Linked DNA regions of Rattus norvegicus: region 1 is linked to region 2. A link is a contact called in public Hi-C data. All regions are on one chromosome and are shown on one strand. Each heading gives the region's core, a stretch centred on a gene start, on an enhancer-like site or on the middle of the called end of the contact. The rest is flanking DNA. Distances are from core to core; before and after follow the strand shown.

What was found. A called contact is a pair of places that touch in the nucleus more often than the background predicts.
Region 1: a Hi-C map of liver shows a contact between it and region 2, with 2.6 times the contacts expected there. The contact joins the promoter of Mplkip here to the enhancer-like site in region 2. A contact is called at or near these places in 3 of 12 Hi-C or Micro-C datasets (kidney and liver).

The regions. Positions count from the first base shown.
Region 1 is chr17:52,069,413-52,074,768 of GRCr8, reverse strand. It overlaps Mplkip (M-phase specific PLK1 interacting protein), which reads left to right and starts at 3,049. Exons shown (of 2, transcript NM_001109452.1): 1 at 3,049-3,862; 2 at 4,901-5,356. The coding sequence starts at 3,527. The coding sequence ends at 5,101. Sugct (succinylCoA:glutarate-CoA transferase) reads right to left here and starts at 2,717. Exons shown (of 14, transcript NM_001014146.1): 1 at 2,619-2,717. The coding sequence starts at 2,712.
Region 2 is chr17:52,031,187-52,036,520 of GRCr8, reverse strand. It overlaps Cdk13 (cyclin-dependent kinase 13), which reads right to left. Exons shown (of 14, transcript NM_001271295.2): 12 at 3,637-3,842; 13 at 1,919-2,368; 14 at 1-1,496. The coding sequence ends at 646. Among named protein-coding and RNA genes, the nearest start is that of Mplkip, 38 kb to the left of the region's middle. Within about 2 kb of position 1,325, at least 2 of the 93 cell types and tissues checked have an H3K27ac peak or open chromatin away from gene starts, as enhancers often do. A contact at or near this core is called in liver, where this site is marked.

The DNA of each region.
Region 1 (5,356 bases), core at 1,800-4,299, 37 kb before region 2:
AACAAGCAAACTCCACTCATATTCACACTTGTTTATTCTGTTGCTCTTACTTGCTTTAATTTCTACACTCCAAAATCCATTGTCATCAGAGTTCTCAAGGACACAAAAAATTCTGACATTGCTCATGTCTATGTATATGATAACCAAAGAGCACAGCGAAGCCTGGGCAGCGCTTGTCCTGACAGCACTGTTCTGCGAGCACTGTAGGTGCATAATCCGCCTTCTAATGCTGGTTATCCTTACACTGTGCTGCAGTCTTTTTGCAGGAACCATGTCTGTTTGTTAACAAAAATGGAATATTCCCTTTTCCCTCCAGGAGAAAGCTACTATATTCTCACACCCATCCTTACAGTTCACTAATTTTTATATAGCTCCAGGAAGCACAACTAAATTTTTCTTTCCCCTCAGGCTTTCATTAAAGTCACTACACAAATTTTCAATATAGGGTTCTTGGGCCCACCACCTCAGCCAGTCAGATTGTAAATCCCAGGTAAACCTTAGGAATACCCTAGCTACAGCTATGATTCACCACCTAAGTGTATATTTATCATCTGTGAATCCAAAAGGAGCTACACAGTATTTTTTGGAGACACAATCTATTATGAAGCTCTGGCCATCCTAGAACTCAGTTTGAAGATGAGGCTAGGCTTAAACTCACAAAGATCCATTTGCCTCTACCCCCCAAATGCTAGGATTAAAAGTATGTGTCATCATGCCCGTACACTTTCAAGACTTTCATGCTTTTTATTGCATTTTTCAAATGATTGACTATTTGTATTTCTAAAAATAAAAAAATCCGAAGAATTCAGAGTCTGAATTCTGATCTTGCTAGGTGAGTCTAAAAAAAAAAAGAAAGAAAGAAAAAAAAACACTTATTTATTCTTGCCAAATTTCTCATTTGAAAGAAGAAAGTCGGGGTTGGGGATTTAGCTCAGTGGTAGAGCAGTGCAAGGCCTGGGTTCGGTCCTCAGCTCTGGGGAAAAAAAAAAAAAGACAAAATAACGAAAGAAGAAAGTCTCTAAAGAGATTAAAATGGGTCTTGTATTAAAGTTTCAGTTTGGAACAATACTTTCAAATGTGCTGGGAAGTACACTATCTTAATCTCCAGGCAAAGTTTTCTCTCCATTTCTTCTCCCAGACTTCTAGTGTATTATCTGGATAGATTGTGGGGACTAGGGCTACACTGAAGCTCATCAGTAAAGAGTCCACCCTGCATACATAAGGCCCTGGATTCAATTACATTCTAGAAGCAGAATGCAAGTAAAAAGATCATTAATATAGGGTAAACTGTGGCCCAATTCTGCATTATTTTCTGCCAGTTATAAAAAAAAGTAATAAACATAATTTTGGTGCCTATCACCCCACTTCTAAGCTCCCTTCATAAGGCAGATTATTGACGCAGTGACATATATGTGTGTGATATATGAGTGCCCAACTGCCAGATACTAAGCTAAACAAAGGAAAGAGAAAACAGATATATTGGCCAGTATAGAAAATATAAATGTTAGATAAGCTGTAGTATGAAGGCTCTAATTATATCACTGTATCCTGATGGTGACATTACCTCTCCATGATTAACTGTACAATTTATCTTCGGAAGTAAGGAATGTGGCCGAGCCTGAATTATATATTGAGAACTTGTCTCAAAAACAAACAAATAAAAAACGAAAACAAAAATAAGCTCAACAAAAAAGTTTTACGGAATTATCCAAGAATGACGCAGGGGCATGAAAAAAATTAAACCCTTCCCCCAAAAGCCCTTGTGTTTATATCTCTATTAATAAAGAATAAAGCTGAGAAGATACTCTTTATTTATATCTGAATGTACTCTTTATTTGTGACTGAAGATGTCAGAGACTGAAGGTTGAAATACAAAGGTGCTATGAATGAATGAAAACCATAAAGGCCTGGAACTGAAGAGATGGCTCAGTGGTTAAGAGTACTTAGTGCTCTTGCAAGAGGATTCAGGTTCTGTTCCCAGCACCGACAAGGTAGATCCAATCACACTGTTCTCCAGTTCCAGGAATTCTGATTACTTTTTGATCTCTAAAGGCATCAGGCACGTTAAGTGCTGCATGCACATAAATACAAGTAATACACTCATACACACAAAAAATCTAAACCAATAAAACCCCCACAGATCCATACCACACGCTGGTCTAATGTATTGAGTCCTAAAATTCCCTGAGTTGATTTCAGAATCTGAAGGGAAACTCCACAAAACTCGTAATTTGAAATTCCATCTTCTACAAGATTTCTGAGACAGGTATCTTATGCAAAAGATGACATTTTCGAATTATCCCGTTTCTCTTTTCCTTTAAATTTCTATTTCTACTTCTTAACCTCGTCAACTTCCATTTTACAAGAACAGAAACGCAGGGCTCAAGTCCAACGTTAATTAGTACAGGCATTCTTAAGTTATCAAGGTAGCAATCTGCTTTCTAAAACTCAGCATTCGGCGGGAGGTGCTATTTTCTAAATTACCAAAACTTGGGGGATTAAAGGCAGGGATGGAGAAGAGAAGTAGGGCACGAACGCGGTCGCGAGCCCTGAGACAGGCGCATCCGAGGCGCGAGCACTCTCCTCAGGGAGCCTGAGCGCTCAGTGTCAGTGGGTACCTGACTGTGGGCGGCCGGTCCACAGCCCCCTCCCGCCGGCCTGGCCTCGGCCGGATCTCCGAAAAGCCACCGCCCTGGCCAGCATCCGCAGCATCGCCCCTCAACCCAATGAGAGCGCCCCAGAGCTCCCTTCCTTGACCTTTGGCCCCTCAGCCAGTCCCGTCCCCTCCGCCCGCCCCGCCCCCTTCACCAACCCCGCCTCCTCCGCCCAGACATTCCGCCTGGTCTCCCTCCCAACAGCACACCCTCCGCTTCGGCCCAAGCCTCGGTCTCAGCCTCACTGGCACCGCCCCCTTGAACCAAATGGTTCAACCAAGTCCCTAGCCTCACATCCTTCGGCCCCGCCCTCTTTGTCTCAGGCCCCGCCCCTAACTCGTCACAACCCACCCCGCGCGTCGATGTTGGCTTCCGCCTCCGACTCGCTAAAGTCCAGGACTCTGGCCCCTGACGCTTCACGCCCTGCTTTCCGGAAGCCTCAAAGCTTAATCGCCCTCTCCCTCTGATCCACCCTTTTCGGGACCGCCTCCTCCGACTCGCCCGGCACAGCCTGATGACCGGTTTTGTCTCTTCCGCTTCCGTTTCCGTATACTGGGGGTCTCCCCGAAGGCGGTGGGTGGCATTGTTCACGCTGGGGTCGGGGACGCTGGGGTCGGGAATTTGGTTTCCCCTTTACAATCTTTCCTCCTCTCAGACACACCCACCCTTATCCGATTTGAGTGATCTATTTAATCTGCTCTCTTGCAGAAGCGTGGTGAGGTCGGAACCTTTGTGCAGCCGGAACTAAGGTGCGCTACTCCGCTGGCAGCCGGAGGACTGCATAAACAGGAATACCAGTTTTCTTCTAGCAGTTGATCACTGAGGTTCCGGTGGGGCATTGGCGAGTGAGCTCTTCAGCTTCGTTTCCTGTTATGCACCGACCGAATTTTCGACCACCAACTCCTCCGTACCCCAGCCCGGGGATAGGAGGTTGGGGTGGCGGAAACAACTTCCGGGGTACCCTGGGCGGGGGGCCGCGGCCGCCCTCCCCGCGGGACGGGTACGGGAGTCCGCACCACACTCCGCCCTGCGGGCCCCGGGCTAGGCCGTACGGGAGCAGCCACTCTCCGCGGCAAGGCGGCAGCTTCTCGGGGGCCCGCTTCGGGTCTCCGTCCCCGGGCGGCTACCCAGGCTCCTACTCCAGGTCCCCCGCGGGGTCCCAGCATCAGTTCGGCTACTCCCCAGGGCAGCAGCAGACCTACCCCCAGGTAAAGACAATAGCTAGCGTTTGCCGAACTCTTACTGTTATGGCAGACGTGATACTAAAATTCCCTTTACGTGGATTGTTTAATCCTCTGATATATGTTGGCCCAATTTTGCAGATGAGTAACCTGAGATGTAAAGAAATTATCTAAGACTACAATACGTGGCGGAGCTATATAGTTCTGTTCCACAGAAACTGCACTTAGCCAGCATACCACATTCGTGTACAAACTTCCTTAATCCTCCATTTCTTCCCCCGCCCCCAGAGGTTTTTGTTTTATTTGAGTTTGGATTTTTTGTCATTTATTTCAGTGAATATTCCTGGATTCCTAGGGGAAGACAGTGAATAATTCCCTACTGTTGTGGAGTATGGCTCCTCTAAACTGTAGTCTACGGCCATTTTCATACAGATGTCCCTTCCTTGTTTGTGCATTCTTGCCTTTTTTTTTTTTTTTAATGCTTACCATTGTTTTTCGAGCCATATTTAGATCTACTCAAAGTTCTCTTGAAGGGAAAAATAGAAAATTTGGAATTGTGGAAATTTCCCCTCTTAATGAGTGAATACAAGACAGGAAGTACCTCTCTGGCTAACAACTTGTATCTAGGTAGGGCGTTTTGCAAACTTGAATATGCTCACCCAGCTGAATCCCTTATGAGTTGGAATTAATAAGAATGGAGAAATTTCATGCCATGTAAAAGTTGTAGAAATTTGAAACCTATCAGGTCAAAAAGTAAGTTTCCAGGAAAAATTGAATACAATTAATCTTTGCTTATACTGAATTTATTTGTATTTAATAGCTGCAGAGATATCACATTGGAAATTGAAAGGTTTTTTTAAGATGATAGCAGATATTTTTTAAAGAAAACTACAAATGGTTTTAGTAAGTCTTAAAAGCACTAGATTAAAGAAATTTGCAACTGAATATATTGGGTTTCAATTGGCAACTTTTGATGTGATTCCCCACTAATATTTAACTAGAGGAGAAAGTACCAATTATCTCTTCTTAGATGTTTTTTTTTAACTGATCATTTTTTTCCTAAAGGGTTCTCCAAGGACATCTACACCATTTGGATCAGGGCGTGGTAGAGAAAAAAGAATGTCTAATGAGTTGGAAAGTTATTTTAAGCCTTCAATGCTTGAAGACCCTTGGGCTGGCCTAGAACCAGTATCTGTAGTGGATATAAGCCAACAGTACAGCAATACGCAAACATTCACAGGCAAAAAAGGAAGATACTTTTCTTAACATTTCTGAAATTCAACTGGAAGCCTCATGTGTCAGGAACATCTTGGACAGAACTTTTACTTGTGAAAATGAGTTGAACCCAAAGATGATGACTTTGAATAATGATTAGCAGACCCTTGGTATATCTCTAACTTTATCAAGTGTTGATATTAGAGGAAATGATAGGGTAATTTACAGTATTTAGCTATCTGGGAGTGTGTACCACGGAACACAGTTTTCATATTTAACATTTCCAAGATAACAAACATTTGTTTT
Region 2 (5,334 bases), core at 76-2,575:
GTTATGGTAACCTGAAAAAAACAAAACAAAACAAAACAAAAATAATGTTAACCATTTGTTTTATATAAAACTGTTGCATCAAGAGAAAGGTTGTGTTTTATTTTCTGAAATGAGCACAAAGTACACCTTTCACAATAACACTGAAAGCAGGTGCAAAGACTGACAGTGACCTTTGACTAAAGGTAGCTTTGTAAAAAGAAAATACCAAAGAAATCAGTGCCCTTTCTGATTGCTGTAAAACTGGGAGGGTTGAGGGAAAGGGGTAGGTTGTTTACATAAAAGTTGGTCCAAACTTACAAAAAAAGCACAAGTGTGCATAGTTCAGAAGATCTGCAAGAGGGCCATAAAAACATTATGTCCCTAATGTTAGCATCCACTTAAAACTGCAAGAATACAAAATAAAACTGTTAACTAAAATCTGTGACGATGTACAATCAATAGAGCTAGTTTTAAGAACAGCATGAATTTAAGCAAAGATTTTTTTTTGTTGTTTTCTTTTTTCACTATTGTATGCAAGACCCTTTCCACATAAAAATAAAGCTGTTGTTGAATTAATATTATTCAAGTCTCTTGGATTGCTGCCTGAAATTGCAGCTAGAAAAGTCTTTCCAGATAAAAATGATGTGCCTGAGGAAAAACAGATACTCAGTATGGTAACCCTCTGCCTCGACCTCTGCCAGCTGATGTGCTAATGTGTCCCCTGTATCCTTGTGAGTATCCAGGTCCTTGGGCAGGAGAAGTCCAGGTCTGTCCATGCATGAGGCTGGGGCCACCTGGATTTTCCTGTAAGTTACCACCATAGTTATAGTTGTGTATCTTTGCTGGCAAGGGGTGAGTACTCTCCGGCCCTGTGGAAGGGTCACTGCTGTTTGTGAGGACCGTGATAGGACCATGGCTGTACTCAAATCTATGGTCCTTGTCTCCACTAAACAGCATGGGACCAGCATTGAGGTAAATGTCTCCGTATCCAGCTACTGAACTGGGAAATGACTCGGTGAAGGCAGAAGTCTGAGGTGGACCACCAGTGTGAGATGAAGCAGTACTGTAGTTATCCAGAGACTGAATATCTGAGTTTCCGATGAAACTGCGCGCCTCCAACGGTGCAGCAGCAGAGCTACTCCCCAGACCATCACTGCTCACATAAGGGGCGGCAGAGAAAGACGCTCCAAAGTTGTCTTTATAGTCTGAACTGGGCACGTACGTGTCTCCTGTGGAATAATCAATACCACCTTCTCTTTTGGGATCATCCTGGGGCTGATGTTGAGCAAGCAGCTGTAAGAGGGCTGCCTTCACTCCAGCATGTGGGTCAGTTAATGAAGAACTAGTAGTAGGTCCATGCTGGTTTTCTGTCCGATAATCCAGGTCCTCCTCAGTGACTGGTGGTGGTTCAGGAGGTTCAGGAGGTCGTTGATCAGGAGGCAGAATCCGAGGCCGCTCTGGCTCTGGTGTCAGCTCCAATATCCTCCTGTCTTGGTGTTGGATGAGGTCATCTTGCCCTAAGTAGAATAAAACCAAGAAAGAGTCAAAAGTTACCATGGAAAATGAAATATTCAGAACAGTTACACATTTTACCTTTCACAAAATACCAAAGGACACCTCACAAGTGTTCATGTTGCCCACTATCACGTAAACACAAGATTACTAAAGAAATACACTATTCAACTCCACACAGTCGTACTTAATGCTTGAAGAGTAAGTTTCTACTGCACCCAAAACATTTATCCTTTTGTATTGAGAATTGAGTTATTGTAAATTTACCTTAGAAAATATAATATTCATAATGGACAATTTTCTAAACAATCTAGTCCAGGAAGTAAACAGAATAGGTCTCACTAGTGACCTGAGAATGTCTTCAACACACCTCACTGAACACTCAAAGCCACAGATAGCAACAGCTCTGCGCAAGTCACTCACTCACCAGAGGCAGGAGTGCTGGGTTCTGGAGGCGGCCTGAGTTGCACTGGAGCGTCATGTCCTGATCCATTCTCCCTCTCCTCCAGCATGGCATCTTTCTGTTTTGACTGCTGGGCCTTTATTAACTGAGTCAGGAGGACTGCAAATGCACTCTGCACTGCAGCCTGCGCAGCGTCAGTTTCCACTTTAGGCTGGATGCTCTGTGAAGGCTGAACTCCTCCCAATGATTTTGAAGACTCCTGTTGTGGTGTTGATGGATCTGTCTGTTTTTCACCTGTTGCCAAAATTCCAGCAGGAAGGTTTATTTTATTTAGCTGCTGTTGAGTCTCAGAGTTTACCTTAATGTTCAACACTTGGACAAAATCAGCCATATTAACACTTGATTTAGATTGTAGTAGGTTTAGAAGAATTGCCAATTCACTGTGGTTTAACGGCTGTCCAGGGCCTGTTATTACTAAAGACAAAATGCATCGATTAGAACTGCCATAATTCACAGTTTCCCCGACCCCTATAACCTCTTCATTATACAGTATTAAAACTCCATTTGAGGGAGAATTATGAAACAATGAGAAACAAGCACTGAAGGAAGTCTTCTTACCCATCAGACATTCAAAATCTAACTACAACACAAGCCATGATAGACATCAAAACTACAATCTGTTTTGGGTAATTCATCTTCAGGAATATATTTTTCAAAAGAAAAATCAAGATTACCAGCAGAGTCATACACAGATTTAACCAAGAGCTAACACTGTGTAAGAGAAATGAACAATGACATCTAACAGTGCCAGCACTTTCTAAGCTTTTTGTGGCCTTTACCCCTCACAACCACTTTATAAGACAATATCTATTAATTATCCTAAAAGAGCGGATAATTTGCAAGATCCTGAACTCTCAAATTTAATTCTGAATGCAGTCTCTGAATTCTTTGCTATCCCACTTCAAAAATGAAGTTAACTGTGGAAAGAACTTTTTAGAAATTAAAACTAATGTTTTACACACTGTGATAAAAATCTGTTTTTATTCAGATTACTTTATAAAAATATTAAGCCATTTTGAGTTACAAAGACCTACACAAACATGCATATTACATATTAACTCATTACCAGTAGACATATCTAGTTAATTTTCTTTCTCCAATATTCAGGCTAGACCTGACAGATTCCTAGGTTCTTCAGGGAAATTAAGACTTCAATATTTAAAAAGCTGTCAACTAGCAAGCATTGTGGCACACATCTTTAATCCTAGTCCTTGGGGGGCAAAGATGGGCAGCTGTTTGTGAATCTGAGGCCAATCTGCTTACAAAGAGAGTTCTAGGACATTCAGGGCTACAAGATGAGATCTTATCTCTAGATAGATAGGTAGATGTGAATGAAAAAAATAACTAGGTCTAAACAACAGATTTCAATCTTTTAAAATACAGTCTTAGACAGAATGATGTACAGATATCCACCAATGGGATAAAAACTTCCTTTGCAGTTTTGGCTATCTTTGTTTTTTCTATGCCTTAAATACTGAACTTCACAGACTAATATTAATGAAAGACATACATACTCCTGACTCCTAAACTAGAGAAAATGGAAAAAAGTCTGACCAATCACCACCAATCTATGATCTGAGACTGTAATGTAAAAAAGCCTTAACACTTATCTTTTTGCCACACACAGTCAACACGGGCCACAAAGCAATGCAAACAGAACAAGGCAAAGAGACCTTACTGACCAGGTGCTCCACTGGAGCTGTTCTGAGACTTTAGCTGTGCAGGTGGCAGCACACCCTGGGGCGTGCTAGTTCTGCTGTCATCTAAGCCCAGAGACAAGTCCTTTCTGGGGGCTTTGATTGTGGAAAGATCATCAGTCATGCCCATCTGTTTCTGTCTTCTTCTCTTTTTACTCCATAATTCATGACAATCTTGCCACAAAGGAAGGCTGAAAAAAACGGATGAATTCTAAATCACAAATGCTGTAACAAGAAATACTAATGTTATAATGAACCACAAAAGCCATTCCCCTTTCACAAACCATTCTGGAAAACTTCATACAAACATTTAATAAAATTCCATCATCCTTCAGGATTTTAACTTTAGTGGTGGTCTAATTTTTCTTATTTATTTGTCCTAATTTTTTATTGTTTGAAATTCTATTCATGCATTACTGTGTTTGATCAAGTACATCCCACATCTCCCCCCTAAAATTCCTTTCTTATCTCCCCTAAGTCTCTATTCCCTCCCAATTTCATGTGTTTTCTTTGTCTCTCCAGTATGTGTATGGGTAAAAGGCTCCCTGCTGAAATACAGGCAAACTCTAAAGGGGCCACATCCCTGAAGAAAAAACATGACCGTCCCTGTCCCAGCAGCCACGAGCTACAAATATCTCCTCAGCTGGAAGTGGACTTTCATCACTAAGTCCTACCCTCCATGCTGGGATTTTTGTCTGGCTTGGTCCTAAGTGGGCCTTGAGCATACGGTCACAGCTGCTGTGTACTCATTTGCATAAGTATCCTAGAGATGAACTATTTTTGTCTTCTGAATAATCAATATATAATTGTTCATCAAACTATGAAAAATATATATTAATAAAAGCTAGCTATTATCCTTGGTATAACCATTTAAAACCAACTACAGCATACTGTACACTAAACAGGAATTTTGAAAAAGGATGCAGAAACATGCTATTTGTAGAAGCCAGACATAAATAAAAAGGAGAGTAACATAATAGGCTAGAACACAGGATTCGTACAAAACTTTTTAGTAAAATCTTTTTAGTCACATATTTGCTACTTTTACCAACTGTTTTAGAAATAAACTGTTTCTATAGATGAGTCTCAAGAATAGGTAATCCAGGCACAGAGAGGCTCATTATACTCATCAACAGAGTTCTACGTAACTACCAAAATTACCTCCCATTCTGTAATAATTTTTCATCTCAATATAAATCTATAACACTGAACACTAAAAGTAACTTTTTCTTAAAGACAAAAATATTTGATTTACAAATCCCAGGAATAAGGTCATGTAAACTTACTATTACTTTTCTCTAGCTTAAAGGTGAGAAAATTAAGGCTTGGAAAGGTTAATAAACTTGCCCAGAATATCTAGATTCTTTTAAGTAATGCCATCTAGTGGTATATACCTGCTGTCCTCAACTTGGATGTTTATCTCAAGAGGTACATAGATGGGACTTTCCAAGAGTGTACCTGAGGTTGTGTAAGGGGATTATTTCCACATGGACCTTTTCAAAGACTGAACTAAAAGAATGCCCTGAATACTCAAGTAGATAATTCTTCCACAATTACTTTCTCATATTATAAAGTAAAGGCATATGCAACAGAATGGTTGAATCTTAGCAATATAATATTAATTTAAAAATGTCATTCCACAGGATTACAGAACAGCATGACACCTTTGTATAAAATGAAAAA